Linked DNA regions of Zea mays: regions 1 and 2 are each linked to region 3. The links are chromatin contacts, called in public Hi-C maps. All regions are on one chromosome and are shown on one strand. The core of a region is the stretch at or near the end of the contact, and the rest is flanking DNA. Distances in the headings are between cores, read along the strand shown.

Evidence for each region. Hi-C and Micro-C count contacts between places; a contact is called where the count stands out from the background.
Region 1: a contact with region 3 is called in a Hi-C map of leaf, with 4 times the contacts expected there. The contact joins the promoter of LOC103629547 here to the promoter of LOC100280338 in region 3. A contact is called at or near these places in 11 of 25 Hi-C or Micro-C datasets (ear, endosperm, leaf and 1 more) and 1 of 3 datasets of contacts at active chromatin or transcription factors (leaf).
Region 2: a Hi-C map of leaf shows a contact between it and region 3, with 7 times the contacts expected there. The contact joins the promoter of LOC100193407 here to the promoter of LOC100280338 in region 3. A contact is called at or near these places in 11 of 25 Hi-C or Micro-C datasets (bundle sheath, ear, endosperm and 4 more) and 1 of 3 datasets of contacts at active chromatin or transcription factors (leaf).

Annotation. Positions count from the first base shown.
Region 1 is chr6:91,663,849-91,668,145 of Zm-B73-REFERENCE-NAM-5.0, reverse strand. LOC103629547 (probable E3 ubiquitin-protein ligase ATL44) reads left to right here and starts at 1,825. Exons shown (of 1, transcript XM_008650637.3): 1 at 1,825-2,962. The coding sequence starts at 2,200. The coding sequence ends at 2,766.
Region 2 is chr6:91,645,765-91,649,911 of Zm-B73-REFERENCE-NAM-5.0, reverse strand. LOC100193407 (MLO-like protein) reads right to left here and starts at 2,455. Exons shown (of 9, transcript NM_001326567.1): 1 at 1,688-2,455; 2 at 1,556-1,616; 3 at 1,385-1,473; 4 at 1,235-1,309; 5 at 1,013-1,151. The coding sequence starts at 2,242. It overlaps LOC100136882 (yellow endosperm 1), which reads right to left. Exons shown (of 6, transcript NM_001114652.2): 5 at 3,984-4,147; 6 at 3,387-3,906. The coding sequence ends at 3,733.
Region 3 is chr6:91,792,897-91,797,579 of Zm-B73-REFERENCE-NAM-5.0, reverse strand. It overlaps LOC100280338, which reads right to left and starts at 2,348. Exons shown (of 41, transcript NM_001362453.1): 1 at 1,814-2,348; 2 at 1,638-1,738; 3 at 1,423-1,547; 4 at 1,237-1,330; 5 at 1,009-1,119; 6 at 775-906; 7 at 574-666; 8 at 359-450; 9 at 26-152. The coding sequence starts at 2,036.

The DNA.
Region 1 (4,297 bases), core at 576-3,075, 130 kb after region 3:
GGGAACAAGGGGGCTGCGAGCTGCTCCATCCGGGGAAGGTGCCGAGTGGGGGAGAAGAGGGAGAAGGAGCGCCAGCCATGGAGGGCACCTGCTATCCCTGCGCCTAGAACAGAGGAGAGGAAGGGGCCTCACGACGTGGGGAAGAAGGAGGAGCTTGGCGTGCGGCTTGGGATAGAAAGAGCCCGAAGAGGAAGCGGTGTGTGGGAGAAGAGAGAGGGTGGGCTGCCATTTATAGAGCAGGAGCTTTAGAGCATGCCGGCCAGCGTCAAACAGGTGGCGGGCGCTACAGTGCTGACCTTGGACGACGAGTTTTGGCCTTTTCTATTTGGATTCGGATCTTGGTCACTGTAGACAATCTTTTCTTTGATCTATAATATACATATCTTGTACAGGGCTTGAGGCTATTCGTGTATCGGTTAGAGAGATAATGACCTCTGAAAACATGTTTGTCACTACTATGGAAAACAGTGAAAACTGAGTGTCAAAATATGTCAAACGGAATCAGAAGAATATCATCTTTTAATATGTTGTGCCTCTATCAGTTATCAACAACTTTTATATTTAGGAAACTCAAGTTGTTTCACAAAATTTGGGAAACGCGTGACGTCAAACCGATCGACACTGATTCTCGACTTAGATGGATTCGAATCTTGAAATCAGATTTTTATTCCGTCTTGAGGACACTGTTTGAGATACTTAAAGATTGAATAAATGCTAGGTGTAATTGTAATATTTGTTGTATAACGTAGGTTCTACAACTTTTATTAAAGGTCAAACCTCGTATCTTGAATAAAATTGAAATTTCACTTTGGGCAAAGTAGTATCGTTATATAGATTCAAATTATATTTTAAGGCAATCGGAGTATTTTCTCGACATTTTCTTGACATTGATCCTTAATAACTTTTGTTGTAGAGTTCATATAGAGTTGTTTGAGCAAGATGGCCTAGCTTGGTTGAACTTCAAAATTTGCATTTGTTCAAACGAGCAATTTCAAGCAAGCATAGGATTTGTAATTTCATACAAATATTTGGTTCAAACTTTGAGAAATCTTTAAAATACACTTGATAGATAGAGATGCATAGGATATATAGATATCAAGTCGGTTTACATAAGAATTAATTAGAGGTTGACACAACAGAGATTCTGCTAGAGAATGTGGATTCAGATTAAATAGTCGGACATAGATCGAAAGTTGAGAAATCGGATTCGGACACAGGTCGAATAACAATTGTCGAGAGTTCTAATAAATGAGTATGGACAGGATTTGCGAGATGAGATTGACTTTCGAATTTGCATTTGCTTCAAGAAACAAAAGTTTTAACATGCTCCAAATCTAGCCTTTCTCGAGATCAATTAACTCGTACTTCGGTGAAACATTCACGATTAACTTGATAAAAGGATATAGATGCGATCGAGAAATAGAAATTTTCACTGAGCATCTAAGCTAGGACAAATCTCTCGACATAACAGGAAATAAACACCCGGGGTGTCACACGATTAGAGTGCGGGGTGGATGCACACGCGAGGGCGTCAGCTGCGTTGGCAACCATCGGAGGTGCACGTGAGATGGGCGGGGGTGTTGCGGTGCGGATGCGTCGGAGGCGGGCATTGGAGGCGCGTGAAGCGGATGACGCACGAAACCGTCCATGCACGAAATTGCTGCATTATAACAATAGAGATATATATTATATGCTAAAAATCATAATAATTATATTTTTAATAAGATGAGACAATCAAATTTGAGATTAAAAAGTCAAATAAATTATAAATTAGAATGTAGAGAATAATTAATATATAGGAAATCATCGGTCAACAAAGCAAGTGGTATGCCCGCTTTTAAATTATGCACGTGCTAGCGGTGTTGCACTTTGTACAGCCACAAAAACAGTTGTTACCAATAACCACTAGCAGCACAGCAGAATATTGTTCACTACTGTTTTCGTACAGCTCGTCGGGTGTACGTACGAAATTTTTTTAATATATATTATTAAATTTCTTTTTTTTTTGGGGTACAAAAGGCTGTTATCCTTAGAAGCGAATCCTTCGGTTGGGCCCACCTCGACCCTCAGCCGCCGGCGGGGAGCTCTATAAAAAATCCATATCACCCGGTCGCCGCTGCCTTGCTCGCGGTCTTTTCCAACCACCATCCGCCGATCCACAGCCACCCCACACCAGTTCCCGAGCAGAGCGAGCGCCCCATGCCGCGTGCCACGGCGAGCCTCCGCCTGCAGGCAGCGGCGTCGTCCACCTCCACCGCGACCCCAAGAGAGCAGCAGGCGTCGTCCTCATCCTCGTCATGGCCTGTTCCACCACCGCTTCCCCAGCAGCCGGCGGTGTCGGTGAACTCCGACACGGTGATGATCCTGGCGTCCTTCCTGTGCGCGCTCGTCTGCGTGCTCGGCCTCGCCCTCGTCTCCCGCTGCACCTGCCGCCCCGCCTCGTCCTCCACCGCCACGGGGATCCCGCAGCAGGCGAGGCCTCCGAAAGGACTCAAGAAGAAGGCCATCGACGCGCTGCCCACCGCGCCATTCACCGCTGCCGCCTCCTCCGACTGCGCCATCTGCCTCGACGAGTTCTCCGACGGCGACGCGCTGCGCGTGCTCCCCCGCTGCGGCCACGCCTTCCACGTCGCATGCGTCGACGCCTGGCTCCGCACGCGCGCCACCTGCCCCTCCTGCCGCGCCGGAATCGTCATCGCCCACCAGCCGCTCATGGCCGCAAGTCTGTCTCCTGGATATCTTGACCCGTCCGTCGTCTCTATCTAGCTAGCTGTTAAAATACCCAATCCTTTGCTCCCTCCTTGTAAATTACTTTTGCAAACCTTTTGTTTTATTTTAACTGTAAATATTTGAAGAATATATATATTAATGCTCGACGGCATGTCGATTTCAGTGCTTAATTAGGAGTGGAATTCTGTAAAGAATGTTTTGGTGCGAAAAGGAAGGAAACCAACTTTCTTCAGTCAATGGCTCCATCATTGCCTTGGACTTGAGCAATAGAAGTTCGCTGAGCTACTGCTACTGCTATCTAGCCTGCATGAATTGTTCAGCAAATTCAAACTAACGGTCAAAATAAACAAAGCTCTGGCTCATCCAAATCCAATTTAATTAATGGTCGAAATACTCTGCATGGAAGTACGCCCGCCTTTGAGTTCATCGTCTGCAGAAAAAATGGCAAGAGCAACCAGGAATGAAATAGGTAGTAGCGAAATCAGGAACTTACAACTTTCGAGCTTCACTTCTCACAGCAAGGATGCGAAAAATTACACGCTACACTTTGATCAAGTAATAATGTATATTACTCATCTGTTGAAAATCATTTTGATCAAGTACTAGACTGTTGCGAAGTCAACATGAATCAGTATATAGTTAAATGGCTGTCCTGCTAGTTGTTTTGTTTATATCAAGAACTTTTTTTTAGATAATGGGATAGAGTGTTCCCAGCCTACATCACGAAAATGACGGCCTGTCACGCCAACACAAGACCAACAAATCCAACTCAAATGACGGCCTGTCACGCCAACACAAGACCAACAAATCCAACTCAAAGAGCCACAAGCGGCGATACAAACCCCAAACGTAGTTGGGTGGACAGCGAAAAGTAAAAACAAAACTCACAGAGCAATCCTATTACTAAACTGCCACCCATGAAAAGCGAAGATCTGCATCACCGTCGTCTCAAGCTTCCTGCAGGCTTCCCTGATGACCTTGGCGTCTTCCTCATGCCTTTGAAGTTGCGCCCAGAAACGACACCAGTAAGTTCCTCTGTAAAGTACCTGCATGTAAGTTTTGATCGGACTTTTATTAAAAACCACATCATTCCTACTTAGCCAAATTGCCCAGCATATGGCTATAGCCCCTACTAGAATCTTTAGTATATCCTTGGGGGAGAATCCCCGGGCCCAAAGATTAAAAAGATCATAAACGCTATAAGGTGTCCTTAACCCAAAGGTAAGACTCACCGCCCGCCACATGAATTTGGCAAAATGACACTCAAAGAACAGATGTTGTATGGATTCATTGCAATTACAGAAACACAATATTTAGGACCGTTCCAATTACGCTTAGCCAAGTTGTCTCTCGTGAGAGTGACACCCCTTCTCAAATACCACGCGAAAATCTTAATTTTCAACGGTATTTTCATCTTCCAAATTGTCTGGTCCTGCCGGCCTTGTCCACTGCAAATCATTACAGAGTATAACGATTGCACTGTGTACTCTCCGTTCTGGGTCAGATTCCAACGGAAGTGATCTTTCGCAAGGTTGAGGGACACATCAAGTACCAAGGCCACTAATGA
Region 2 (4,147 bases), core at 1,206-3,705, 150 kb after region 3:
TCGTCAGTCCATAGTCGTGCCTCATGGTAGGTAGGGGTCCTTGATGGTTGTTCGACTGGCTTAGGAAAAAACCCAGCAGCAGTGAATGTCCCCTGAGAGCTTTTCCGGTTGCAGTATCTCGCTCGATGTCCGGATTGAAGGCAAAGCCAGCAGCGCGAAGGAGCCTGGCAGCAAAAAGCTAGATGATCTGGTGAGAAGCAATTGTAACATTTGCCCTTTAGCTTCAATTTGAAAAGACCAGTGCCCTTCACGTCGAATTGATGATATTGCCGTGTTCGCTCAGTAGACGTCCAGCTCTTGCGCCACCAGTACCGCGGTCTGACCACCGACCAGTCCCCTTCAATGCCATCCGACGCAGCAGGGTATGGCCTCTGTCCATTCAAACGCGGCGCGGCATCGAGACCAGCAGCACGCCGATGTGACCAAACGTTGCCCGAATTCAAATCCCCTTCCGGCTTGCAGGAGAGCTGGAAATCCGGAGTGCGATCTGCACCCACCTCGGCCTTTCCAGACGCCAGGATACGCGGCATTGAAGTCTGCCGAAGAGGATCACCAAGAGCTGCCTGCACTGGACGCGGATCTGCTTTGGATTTTGATCTTGTATCCACCCGGGTCGTCGCATAGGAGCCATCGCCAGCTGCGGCGGACCATTGAAGCTTTGATTGATGAAATGGGACGCCCTTGTCTTGGGAATCATGAGCTTGCTTGGAGGAATCATCTCTGATAAGAGCCTGAGAAAGAGGGAGCTCCTTCGCCGTACTTACCGGGTCGCTGAGTGGGGAGTCCGTCGCGCGCAGGGCCGCTCCGCGCCCGCCGAGAAGGGAGGGGCGAGCCCAACCCGCGGCGGACGGAGGATCTCCCGGCGACTGGAAAGGAGGACCAAGGGAAGCGGCGGCGCCCTTCCCCATCCGCGCGGACCAAGGGAAGCGGCGGCACCCACTCCTTGATTGACGACCCTATTATTACCCTAGCTAAGCTAAGCTAGAGGAAGACGAAGATGGATATATATTACCATTGACATTGAGGAATAGGAAGATGAGAGCAGAAGCCCACAAAGGAGGGCTGATCCCCACGATCACCTTGAAGTCGTCCTCCAGAGACCGCTTGATGTACTTTTGGAAATCAAACTTGGTGCCAGGGGCCAGATGGACCTGCATACGATACATACATTGTTGTTGCTGCTGATTGCCAATGAAGAAGGAACGAACAAACAAGCTGGCGTGGCCCTACATACGTTGACAAAGCTGTGGCGCAGCGCGCAGTAGTCTGCCCGCCTGACGGACCTGAAGAACTGCCGGAAGAAGTTGCTCTGCAGGCAGCATCATCGATCGTCAGATGCAATGCAATAGACAACAATTCAGTAGAAAAGCATCATGAATCTTACGATGTAGAAGGATGCTGGGAACTTGTTGAGCACATTCATATGCTGCCTCACAAACGAAGTCTCGTGGGTGAACCTGAACCGCGTAGGGTCTGGGATACCAACCAATATAGATTTATGATATGATGAATGGACGTTGACAGTTCATGCAATGCAGCAGCATTCATATCCTACCGTTAGAGAACTCGTAGTCCTGCCCTGCTGCTTCCTTCTCCCACTCCTTCCACGCGCGTATCTGCATGGGCTCTTCCGTTCATTCCAATGCAAACATATATGCACACGACACATATAAAAATCGAAATTGACCTTGGCCCTGCCGAGCGCCATGGTGATGGCGCTGTAGGAGACGTGGAAGACGGCGAGGAAGAAGATGAAGATGTGCAGCTGGTGCAAGGCGTTGATGGAGATGAGCGACACCTTCCCCTCGGGGCACTTGGTCGCCATGCTCGCCTCCGCCAGCATCCTGCCGTTGTGCGCGTAGTAGGGCGGCGGCCAGTCCAGCACGCCCCCGAGATGCTCTGCTGCTGCGGCGGCCTTCTTCTTGCCAGGGACGGCGGCCTCCTTGAGCTTGCAGGGGAGCATAGTGTTGGCGGCGTGGTTGCTGATGCACACCTTGACGATGTAGTTCTGGCCGAACACGAGGAGGAGGGAGATGAAGCCCAGCACCATGAGCTCCGCCTTCACCTTCTCCAGGGCCTCCACCATGGCCTTCTTCTTGCGGTGGGAGAAGAACTCGCCCACGTGGTGGAGCCCTTTCTCCAGCAGGATGGAGATGAGCACGATCACGCCGCACACCGACGCCACCGCCCATGTCGGCGTCTGGTCCAGCTCCCGCGAGTTGCCGCCGCCGCCGCCCCCCATTAATTGTGTTGTTGATCGCCTTTGCTTATTGAATCTATCGAATCGACGATAACCTGGCCTAGCTAGCTACGTACCTAGAGGGGTGAGGGATCCGGTCGGCCGGGGGAGATGGCGGACGCTATACCTCCACGCCGGGAGGGGGATCGGAAGGAGCAGAGGAAGGAGGACGCCCGGCACGCAGTGTCGCCCAGCTTGCATGCGACCTACACGGACCTGATTACCATCCATTTCCATCTCCATGTCCATGCCCATGTCCGGCCGTGTCCATTTCCATTTTCCAAGGAGAGGCCGCGCGCAAACTCCGGACCTTCCTCCACCTGCTAGCAGGCCCAACCAACTCAATTCACGACCTTTTCAAGGCCCAGACTAACTATTTACGTGCGTGCGGCGTGCAGGCGGGAGCGCGGCTGGAACCTCCGCGCTGCCGCCACCGGACCGGAGTCGTCCCACCACGAACGAACAGTTGAACACGAAGCCAATCCGCCTCCGTAATCGCCGCCATTCGAGTGAGGCGAGTGCGGCGATCGGCCTCGCCACGCCCCACGCCGCCACGCGCTTATTGCTTTCGCCGACGAGTGACGGCCGTACCATTAGCGTTGGCCAGCTCCTCCACGGGGCGCGCCGTGTTGGACGGACCTATGGAATCGAGGTCAGTTTCCTACCCTATCTCGTGGACCCTCCCCCTCGAATGCCTCTTCTCACATACACACAGTTAGCTACTGCTGACGGATTCCTTGTTTAATAGTTGGAGTCGCAGGGGAGCACAATCCCCTATCATTTTCAGTCTGATGATCCCACCATCCTATCATGTAAATGCCAACTCATCTGTTTTTACATTGGCATTTACTTCTAGTAATCTTCCTACGATACCATTGGCATTTACATTGTTTTTCCCCCAAATCTGGGATGAGAAAAAGAAGGCAGTATACATGTTGGGCTCTTTCCTTGAGAGACATATATTGCTCCGAATAAGAGGCGAATGTTCCGTATCCATCTAGGGGGGTGTTTGGTTAGAGGGACTAAAGATTAGTCTCTAGTTTTTAGTCCCTTTTAGTCCCTTTTTTGCCAAACACTAGGACTAAAATATGGACTAAAATGATTTAGTCTTTAGTCCTTCACATAGGTGCTAAAAGAGACTAAAAGCTCATAATTATCATGTTGCCCTTACCTTTTTATAGATAACTAATATCATGAGTATATTCTAAGGGTATTTGAGTCTTTGGACAATGTATTTAATGACTTTAGAATCTATTTAGTCCCTAGAACCAAACATATAGGGACTAAAGTTTAGTCCTAGGACTAAAGTTTAGTCCTAGAACTAATTGAAACCAAACATGCCCTAGGTTGGCTGCGCGGCTCTTATCTGTTCTGTGCCTGATCCCAACAACAATTCACCAGGTTGTCTGTTTTTCATCAAGGCCTCCTGATGTTGCCCCATTTAACTTTCTATCTAGCCTAACCTGAACCTTGCATTGCAGCTTCTCTGGTGGCTAGGTCTGGCCATTTCTCAATGAACATGGGAGCAGTAGCGATTTTCCATATGCCACAGGAAGTGCTAGCAACTTCTTCCCTTTACCAACATACGCCCTCTTCGTGAAGTTGTTGTAGTCGTTGGCTTCGATCTCATCCAGGATCTGCCTGTACAACAACAGGGAAGCCCATACCTGCAATGGTAACAAAGAAAAGGAAGTGAGGATGCTGTGCTATACTGGGTGGGAAATGTGAAGTTGAGTGGACTTACTGGCCATCTGCTAGCCTGTGAGAGCTCAGTTACCCCTCTCTCTGCCTCCTCAAAAAACATCCTGGCCCTCTTGATCTGCCTCTTCATGAAGTTTCTCCACCGGTTCGTGACGACCCCTTTGAAGATGTCCTCATCAGAGAGCCCTGCCTGTGCAAGCTCATCTT
Region 3 (4,683 bases), core at 1,099-3,598:
GAAAAATAATGCAAGTCAATCTTACATGATGGTAGATGTAACAAATACACTCTGGCATGAATCTCAAGTTAGCCGCCTCACCCCAAATCAGCAGGTAGAGGCCCATATAAAGAAGCTTACGCTGCTGCACTTCCTGCTGGATGGTTGGCAACCTAGAGATCAATTCGACAAAACATTTAGAGAAACAGTAACTTAACAAAGAGATGTACGATATATATGTCCTCTCAAGTGTAGTAGCTCTACAGCTGAAATCCCATGATTGGCAACCAACTAAACCAAACAGATGAGTGTAAATACAGATCTAAGAAATCAGTTCAAGTGATTCATATACATTTCATAATGGATACTCTGTACCTACCATAAGCTGCTTTTGCGGCCAAGGTACTTGCACCACTTCTTATAATTCTTAAACAGCTTCTTCATTACAGCATCCAGAGCTTTGTCATCCAACTAAAAAATATAGCCCCATCATACCATCAATATGCAAATCCAGGCAGGTCCAAAAAAGAAAGGTCATCTGGTTCCTCTATAAGATCACAAACACAAACACGCGGAGGGAGAGGAAATTTGTACCTTCGGTTGTTGGTCAACCTTGGGTACTTTCATTATATGAACATTTGCAAGCAACAGTACCAAATGTTCCCTTTGGTTGGACACGTTGTCTTTCTGAAATGGAACTTGAGTTAAATGAACGTATATTCTAAGTGTACTTTTAAGGGCAAAGCACGCTACAACACCGAGAATGCTAGGAACAAATAAGTTCCACACGATTACCTGAAACCCAAACATAGCCTGAAGCCAATCGAGAAGGTCTTTCCCAGTATTCTTCTCGCCAGGCTTCTTGTCTTGGTCCTTTGGCCATGGCAGACCTCTAGTATTGCGAAGAGCATAAACAGCAGCTTGAATCTACGTAATCATGAGGAAAAAGACATTATTAACGATTTTGCTTGCAGAAAGCGTAGTTTGGTGTCACTGTTAATGAGACAAGATGATAGACAAAAAAAAAACCTCTGGATATCGCATAATGGCTTGACCAGTACTTTCAGGATCAAGCGGGAGAATGTTATAAGGTACGTACAACTTTTTCTTTTCTTCAACCTTATTGTGTGTATCCAAAATCTGTGCAGCAAAAAAAACGAGCAGGATTCACAGTCACTGTTGATAAAAGTCAAGGTGTGCCAATGCGAAGAAAGAAAGAAAACAGAGATCAGCATACAGCGGAGATGAATGGCATACCGCTTGATCGACTTCAACGGACTGCGAGACATTAACGGCCCTCAAGACCTCAAACAAGACAGCAGCTGTCTGGTACGCTTTAGTGAGCAGTGCTCTGGGGAGACAGAAAGGCAGAGCGTGAAGGGCGGAGCACCGAGCGAGCGGCGAAGGCACGAAGCGTCGCGGGAAAAGAGTCTGCTCACTCACCGGTCAGCCTTATCAGCAGCATGCTGCAGTGCCTGGATGTACTTCTTGTAGTATTCGCGGTAGAAGCGCTGCATCTCCCGAGCATCGCTCTGGTGGACCCTTCCCTTGAGCGTGGGATCATTTTCCTGGAGAAGCGCAGAGGTGTACAGAATCATGGGCAGGTTGTGGAGGTGTGTGCGAATATGTGGCGAGTTTTAAGTGCAACTACTACGGACCCTCTCAAGCCTCTGCAGAAGTGCGGTCTTAAACTGACGAACACCACGGCCACTGGATGTCGGGTCGAGGCGGTGAGCCTTCTCGAAAGCGTAGAAGCGACCTGGAGCAAACGAGGAATCGGATCGGAGCGCTAGTAGTAGTAGTAGTAAGTAGCGCAAGAGAAGGAATTACTTACAGAGGTAGGCGACGCGCGGGTTGGTGGCCTCGACCTCGTTGGCGACGCGGAGGATGGGTGCGATCTCGACGAGCGAGGACGGCACGACCTCGCTGTCGAAGATGGACTCGCCGAGGTTGCCGACGGTCTGCGTGCGCAGGAGGCGCCTACCGGTGGAAGGGGACGGCGAGGGGGCGGGCGAGGACGAGGACACGTCCGCCGTCCTCCGCCCCGGCGCCGCCATCCCGCTCCCGCGTCACCTCACTCACTCCGCAGCAGCTAGCACGGAATCGGATCGGATCTCCCCGTCTGGGTCTGGCTGTCCCTCGCCAGCACGGGAATGCGTCAGCTCACTCCCTCCGCAGATAAGCTTGCCTTTTGGATACTGTAGTAGTCTAGAGTAGATAGGTACTGGGACGGCGCGTGGAGATGGAACGAAACCCTAGATCAGATTTGGCAAGAGAGCAGCAGTGGGGATGGAGGGAGAGGGAGCAGCCAGAGAGCAGCAGTGATGAGCAGGAGGAGGGATGGGGGGAATGAAAGGTGTTTGATTTTCAAACTTTTTTTTCCTTCGGTTGGACCGTGGGCAGAGACAAAGCGGCCTGGGGTTCTACGATTTTGCCACTAGGGTTTATGCACTGCACTGCACCGCACCTGCACGGGACAAGGAGTTACAGAGTGAGAGCCAGTGGCCCCATGCATTGAGGCGTGACCTGCTGGCGAATTGGCTGGGCCCAAGCCCAACCCAACAAGATCGACAAGCCAGCCCATGAGCCCACCGAATAGATCACCGGGTCCGGGGCAGTTGCACCCTTTGGGGCTGGTCACAAGTAAATTGGAGGGATCGAGGAATCTCTTTGGGATCTTTCTTCATACATTATCTTTAATTTTCTGGTCACTAAACCAGTTATGGGCGTGAACTTTTTAGAGAGTGTTTGAGTAACTTGACATTAAATTTTGAAGTTATGAATATTAAATATATAGTTAATTAGGTTTAATAAATTTGTCTCGTCTTTTAGTCTTAATCTGTGTAATTAATTTTATAATTAAACTATGTTTAATACTCGTAATTATCAAGAGGGACTAAACTTTAAGAGCGTGGAACCAAATACCCCCTTAGATGCATGATGATAAAGTCATGGAACAAAGATGCATGCACGCTTCATTCTCACCCATACATGAACCAAATATCTTGTATATGTTTCTTGTCTCGCAGAGAAAATGATTGGCAAAAGCTGAAACTAAAGTAGGTAGCTTCGGAAGATTCAACAACTCGGTTTCATCTTTCCCGAGTTTACATATGGTTCCACTTCCACGCGGTGCAAAGGAAGCCCATCCAATTGCAATCTCTCTCTCTATCTATCTATCTATTTGTCTCTCTCTCCCTCCGGCGTGTTGACGTGTGTCAGGAGCGGATGCGAAAAGGCCTGATAGCGCCCCGTGCGCTTGTCCGTGTGTTGGCACGCAACTCTTGTGCAGCAGCTACCTTTTCGAGCCCGAAATTTCAATTGGATTCAACGGAGGGAGTTGTGTTGCGTCTTCCTTCCCTTTTCTCCCTCCCGGTGCATGTTCCCTGGCTGGACCAACTCCCACTGCCACCGCGACTGCCAGACTCTGTCATCTCGCCATCGCGGCGACCTGTCAGAGTCCATCACATATGCCAAGCATGTAAGGCTCATTGCCCTCTGTCGATTTGCTTGCTCCCCGGTCCACATTCCTCTACTCTCATGAAACCCTTAACCTAAAACCCACCTCTTCCCCGAGCCATCCCCTCCTCGCGGTGATGGCAGAGGCGACGCTCTCCTCCCACATCTCGTGTTGCCTGGCACCACCGAAGGTGGCTGAAGCGCCACAATGCTGCTGCATCTCCCTCCACCCCGATTGCAGCGTGGTCGGCGCGTCGTCTCCCCTAGCCATCCCCTCCCCTAAGGAGGAAGCTGGAGTAGATGCACGCCTGTCGCCTGCGTGGTGTCGCTGCCCGTGAGCATGGGTTGTCATTCGTTCTTCAGTTTTTCTAAGACACCGAGCACGTGCACATCCCCGCAGTCTAGATGCTCGACCTCGACATTTGTGTTTCCCTGACTCATGGATGAATTTCATTATTTGTTTTTACTAGGCTAATGATGGAATTCTTTTTTTGGAAGCTGATGTCAAGAACATGTTTGCATCTTGAATATATACAATGCGGTTTCAGAGAGTTCTATATCTGAATAAGTTTTACCTCACAACGAATTAATTATTGTTCTATGCGTCCATAAATTCACATTGTCTGAATATATACAATGCAGTTTTAGCATAGTCCTGCATTTGATCAATACATGCCTTACAATGAATTATATATTGTTTTGTGTGTCCCTAGATTTACGATGCCTAAAAATATGGTATTGAGGTGCTTTGAAGGACCTGATCTCAACAAAGGAGAAGAGCCACAAACCATGTACAACCGACTCAATACAATGGTGAACCAAGTCCTCAACCTTGGGATCACCAAGTGCAACGACCACGACATCGTCAAGCTAATCCTAAGGTCACTTGTATTTCGCAATCCGACACAAGTGCAATTAATTCGTGAAAATCCTAAGTATGAAGAAATGTCTCTCGATGAGGTGATTGGAAGTCTGTGAGCTTTTCACTTATGGTCAAAGACTCCTAACACATCAGGGACATGGATCATGGTGCCACCTTTAGTCCCGAGCCATCACCCGTTGCATTCAAAGCAACGGAAGAAAAGGAGGAAACTACACCAAGCAAGGGGCTCCAAATCGACACCTCCAAGCTTGATAATGAGGAGATGGCTCTAATCATTGAGAGCTTCCGGCAAATCCTCAAGCAACGGAAGGGAAAGGAGTACAAACCCCATTCTAAGAGGGTTTGGCGGTTTGCTACCGGTG